Linked DNA regions of Sus scrofa: region 1 is linked to region 2. The links are chromatin contacts, called in public Hi-C maps. All regions are on one chromosome and are shown on one strand. The core of a region is the stretch at or near the end of the contact, and the rest is flanking DNA. Distances in the headings are between cores, read along the strand shown.

Region 1 (2,700 bases), core at 182-2,681, 220 kb after region 2:
TCCTCCCTTCTCTGCTGCTTCGTTTCTACCTGCCCCTTAACCTCTGGCAACCACCAGCCTTTTTACTTTCTCCCTAGTTTTGTGTTTTCGGAATGTTAAATATTGAAATCATAAATTATGTAAGTTTTTTCAGACTTCACTTCTTTTTGCTGAATTGTATGCATTCAAGTTTTTGTTTGGTTGGTTTTTTGCCTTTTTATGGCTGCAGGTGAGGCATATGGAAGTTCCCAGGCCAGGGGCTGAATCAGAGCTGCAGCTGCCAGCCTACACCACAGCAACATGGGATCCAAACTGCATCTGCGACCTGCACCACTGCTCATGGCAATGCCGGATCCCTGACCCGCTGAGCGAGGCCAGGGATCAAACCCGTATCCTATAGATCCTAGTTGGATTTGTTGCTGCTGCACCACGACAATAACTCCGTGCATTTAAGTTTTCTTCATGTCTCTTCATGGCTTGATAGTTCATTTCTTTTTAGTGTTGAATAATATTCTATTATCATGGATGTATCACTATTTATTTCTTCATTCACCTACTGAGGGATATCTTGGATGTTTCCAAGTTTTGACAATTATGAATAAAGTGGCTATACACATCGGTGTGCAGGTTTTTGTGTGAACATAAGTTTTCAGTTCATTTGGGTAGATACCGAGGAGCATGATTGCTGGTACACAAAGTAAGGGCATGTTTAGTTGTGTAAGAAACCGGCAGACTTTCTTCCAAAGGAGGTGCGTCGTTTCGCATTCCCGTCCCCAGGGAATGAGGGCTCCTGTTGCTCCATATCTTTGCCAGTGTTTAGTGTCCGCGTCGTGGATTTGGGCTCTTCTAATGTGAAGTAGTAGCAGCTCATTGTTTCAATTTACACTTGTCTAATAACGTATGATTTCAAATGCTTGCTTGCCATCTGTATATCCTGTTTGGTGAGGTGTCTGTTCTGTCCTTTTGTCCGTTTTCTAAGCAGGATGTTAATTTTCTTCTTGTTGGTTTTGGACTTCTTTGTATATTTTGGAATCACAATTCATTATCGTATCTCTCTTTGCAAATATTTTCTCCAGCTCTGACTTGTTTTCTCATTTGGTTGGTATTGTCTTTTGCAGAGCAGAGGTTTTGCATTTTAATGAAGTCTAGCTTAACGATTTCTTCCATGGATCAGGCTTTTGGTGTTATATCTAAAAGAGTCATCGCCGTACCCGAAGTCATCTAGAGTTTATCTTCTAGCAGTTTTCTAGTTCTGCATTTTATATTTAAGCCTATAATGCATTTTGAGTTAATTTTTGTGGAGGGTGTAAAGTCTGAGTCTAGATTCATTGTTGTGCATATGAATGTTCAGTTCTTACTAGCACAGTTTGTTGAAAACACTGTCTTTGCTCCACTCTGTGCCTTTGCTCCTGGATCAAAGATCAGTTGACCGCATTTATTTGGGTCTATTTCTGGGCTCTCGAATTTGCTCCATTGATCTCTCTGGCCTTTCACCAGAACCACAGCCTTGACACTGTAGTTTAGAGTAAGCCTGGAAGCTGCACAGTGTCAGTCTCTGCCTTTATTCTTCTTCAGTACTGAGTTGGCTGTTCTGAATCTTTGGATGCTGCATATAAATTTTAGAACCAAATTTGTTGATTTCCACAAAACATTGCTGAGCTCTTGATTGAGACTGCATTGAATTTATAGATAAAGTTGGGAAGAACTGATGATAGCTGGATAATAATTGAGTCCTTCTATCCATCAGCAAGGAATATTTCTATTTATTTAGCTTTTCTTTGATATCTTTTATCAGAGTGTGTAGTTTTTCTCACAGAGATCTCATACATTTTTTGTTAGATTTATGTCTAAGTTTTTCAATTTCTTTTGGTGCTAATGTATTTGCTGGTGTGTTTTTGATTTCAAATTCCACTTGTTCACTTCAAGGATATGATATAATTGACTTTTATATACTAACCTTGTATCTTGTCACCTTGTTATAATTGCTTATTACTTCCAGGAGTTTTTTGGTCCATTTTCAGATTTTCCACATAGACAATCATGTCATCTGTGGACAAAGACAATTTTATTTCTTCCTTCATAATCAACTTTTATTTTCTTAATGTATTAGCGAGGACTCGCAGTATGATTTTTCAGTGATGAGAGGAAATACTTTACCCTTTTCTTGGTCTTCGCAGGAAGGCATCAGGTTTCTCACATTAAATATGATGGAGTTTTTTCTTTGTTTTTCAGTTTGGGAAACTTTTATTGACATCCTTAATCTCAGAGATTATTTCTTAGCCCTGCACTACTACTAATGAGTCCATGGAAGGCATTTTTTATTCTGTTGTAGCAGCTTTTGATCTCTAGCATTTCATTTTGATTCTTTCATAGAAATTTCAATTCTCTGCTTACGTTACTTCTCTGTTCTTGCATCTTGTCTGCTTTGTTCAGTAGAGCCCTTGTCATATATTATAGTTATTACTTCAGATTACTCTATTATTCCAGTATTCCTGCTATATCCAGCTCTGGTCCTGATGCTTGCTTTGTCTGTTCAAACTGTGTTTTTGCCTTTAGGTATGCCCTATAATTCTTTTTTTTTTTTTCTTCTGTCTTTTGGATTTTTAGGGCTGCACCTGCAGCACATGGAGGTTCCCAGGCTGGGGGTCTCATCAGAGCTGTTGCTGCCAGCCTTCGCTACAGCCACAGCAATGCCAGATCCAAGCCATAGGTGCGACCTAC
Region 2 (2,725 bases), core at 73-2,572:
TAATTTTCTCTAAAGATTCTAAAAATTTACATTTAAAAACATCATTGGTTTTTAAAACCTACGAATTTAGCTTAAGGTATTTTTCACATGCAGGAACTAGTATATTTTAGCTTCTGGTTATGATAATGTAAACTATTGTTTAAGTTGCTTATCCGTGTATAAAATGAAAAGGAAAAATTAACCAGAATTATGGAAATAAGAGTAAAGACAAATTTTAAAAAGTCCAAATCCAGCTACTGAAATCCTGTTTGTAATTCATTTGGTGTATCGAACACAAAGTATCATTAATTCATGGCCACAACTAAAGTGAAGCTTTGCATTTTTCTCGGGCTATAGGGCATTTTATGCTTGGCATAATCATTCAGTAATTAGCCTTGTCACTCCAGAAATATCTTGCTGGAACCCATTCGGAATTTGCTGTTTTTGAACAATTTCATTTCTAATACAGAATGATTGTGGCACACTCGGGATTCCGAACGATGGCAAAATGACTTGAGTGATGAACTCCAGGGCTTGCTTGCCACTTAGCATGCTGGGACAGACCGGAGATTCAAAGATTTCATCAAGGTAGACAAAGCAAGCTGAATTCCTGCTTCGGATGCTACAGCTCCTCTTTTCAATCCTAACAGGATGAGCCAACCCCTTGCAAAAAATCATGAGGCAGATAAAGTTTGCCCTTCAGTTTCTCTTACTCTAGTACCCCCTTTCCCGGTTTAAGTCAGTGATTTTAAGTAAATTCCTCTTCCTTTGCCCGGGATTGTAATTCCCCACGGACGAGAAGCTGGAATGCCTATTTCCTTTGGAATTTAACCTTAAGGGAGAAAAAGGAAATTAAAAAAAAAAAAAAAGAAAAACCCTCAGGATTAAAATAAGTACAAAGCCAAACCCAGGGTTCCTCTTCCGAGGAATGGTGAGTGGGGTCAGTCCAGCCCGGCGTTGCCCGGGGCTCCGGATGTCACCCCGCAGCTCCCAAACCCCTCTCCCGGCACTGCCCCATCCCGGCCCGCAGCGCTCCAGCCTCCACCCCACGTGAAAGTGGGCCCAGAGCCCCTACTATCCGGATCCATCCCTCTCGCCGGGAGGCCTCAGCAGCTCCGCCGGGCCCGGAGGTTGTAGGGCTGGCCGGCAGGCCGCCGCCCCGGGCCCTGCCTCCGGCCTGGGCGCGCCGGGCTCCGCCTGCAGGGGGCGCTGCGGCGCTCGCCGCCCGCGCTTGCGGTGAGCGACCCGGGGTGGGAGTCCCGCGGTTCCCGGCTCGGGGCGGCGGCAGGGCAGGGCAGGGCAGAGCAGGGCAGGACAGGGCAGGGCCGGGCGGAGCGGACCGGGGTCCCGGCACCCGCGGCGGCGAGCTGAGCTCCGGGGTGGAGCGCGGCACTCCCGCCGCGGTCCCGGGTGACTCCCTCGGTGACGCCGCGCGCGTTCCTTCCTCTTCCTCTCCGGCCCCGCCTTCCTTTCCCTCCGCCCACCTCCCCGAAGCAGAGCCGCGGCCGCCGCCAGTAGCGCCGTCATGTCGGCTCCTGCCGGGTCTCCTCATCCGGCCGCCAGCGCCCGGATCCCTCCCAAGCTTGGCGGAGCCGCCGCCCCAGGAGCCGCCGCGCCCGCGGTCCCGGGCTTGGGGCCGCACCAGCAGAACGGTGAGGCGGGCAGCCGGGGCGGAGCGCGGGGCCTAGTGCCGGCCCGGCAGCCTGCGCGGCCCGACCGGGCGGGGCGGTGGCGGGGCTGGTGGGAAGGGGGGCTGTAAGGGTCGGGGGAGGGGGGCTGCAGGGTTCGGGCGTGGGGGGAGGGGCGCCCCGGCGGGGGTTCAGACCTGGGGAATCGGGGCCCTGGGCTGTTACGGTAGTGTGACCCCAGGCACGAAACCGCCCGGATAAGTAGGGGCCCTAGAAAAGGGGGAGCCCAGATACCCTGTGAAATCCGTGTTATGCAGCTTGGGCGCAGGAGAGTTACCCCCAAGCGACCCCTTCTCCGAGAGACCCGGCCTTGCCGAGGCCGCAGAGTGCGTGGTCCGGAGAAGGCTGGTGTAGCCATGGAGCAGGGTGGTTGGTGCCCTTCTTGTCTCGGGAAGACTGCACCGATTCTGAGGCCCAGCGAGCACGCTGCCTGGAAGGGAACTTAACTTAGTGTTCAAGTTTGTAGACAAAGGGTGTTAATGTGCAACGTAAGTGTAACCGTAACCCTGACCTAGTTTGGCCTCAAGATCTGTCCAATGCTGCTGCGGCGGCTGCTCAAATGTTTGGAGTTTGTCGTGTTTGAAGGAGGCAGGTGTCAAACGGATTTAAACGAATACTTTTAGATCTGGCAGGTTCCCCACTCCACCCCACCCCCAGCTGCACTTTCATAAATCCAAAAAACGTGACAGAGTTGGTCCTGTTTGAGGCAGGGCCTTCCCAACGGCAGCAGCCAGTGCAACGGGAAAGCTGCTTTGGTGCTAAGGTCATGGGCTTTTGGTATGCAGGAGTTTCAGCTGAAAAATGATCAGCTCTAGGATATCCATTCCCTAATCTTGAGATTTGGAATGTTCCTGGATGCGGCCGGGGAGGTGGGGAGGGCTCTCTTTATAGACGATAGTGTTTCAGAGGAGAACTGTGGAAAGTAATTGAATAATGACTGCGTTTGTAAGAGAACAGTCTGCAGATACTCTTCAAATGATGGTTGGACTGACCTATTTTATCCAACCTGTTAATGAAAATTGACTGGACTTTGTAAATCAGGTCAGCCAACATCTTTG

Evidence for each region. Hi-C and Micro-C count contacts between places; a contact is called where the count stands out from the background.
Region 1: a Hi-C map of liver shows a contact between it and region 2, with 2.5 times the contacts expected there. The contact joins the enhancer-like site here to the promoter of SEC24B in region 2. A contact is called at or near these places in 4 of 5 promoter capture datasets (fetal liver, fetal skeletal muscle, liver and 1 more), 33 of 47 Hi-C or Micro-C datasets (adipocytes, adipose tissue, alveolar macrophages and 17 more) and 2 of 2 datasets of contacts at active chromatin or transcription factors (alveolar macrophages and skeletal muscle).

The regions. Positions count from the first base shown.
Region 1 is chr8:112,546,067-112,548,766 of Sscrofa11.1, reverse strand. The region is part of intron 4 of MCUB (calcium uniporter regulatory subunit MCUb, mitochondrial); the gene reads left to right. Among named protein-coding and RNA genes, the nearest start is that of CASP6, 28 kb to the right of the region's middle. Within about 2 kb of position 1,431, at least 2 of the 83 cell types and tissues checked have an H3K27ac peak or open chromatin away from gene starts, as enhancers often do. A contact at or near this core is called in fetal liver and liver, where this site is marked.
Region 2 is chr8:112,761,467-112,764,191 of Sscrofa11.1, reverse strand. SEC24B (protein transport protein Sec24B) reads left to right here and starts at 1,322. Exons shown (of 23, transcript XM_021101681.1): 1 at 1,322-1,631. The coding sequence starts at 1,505.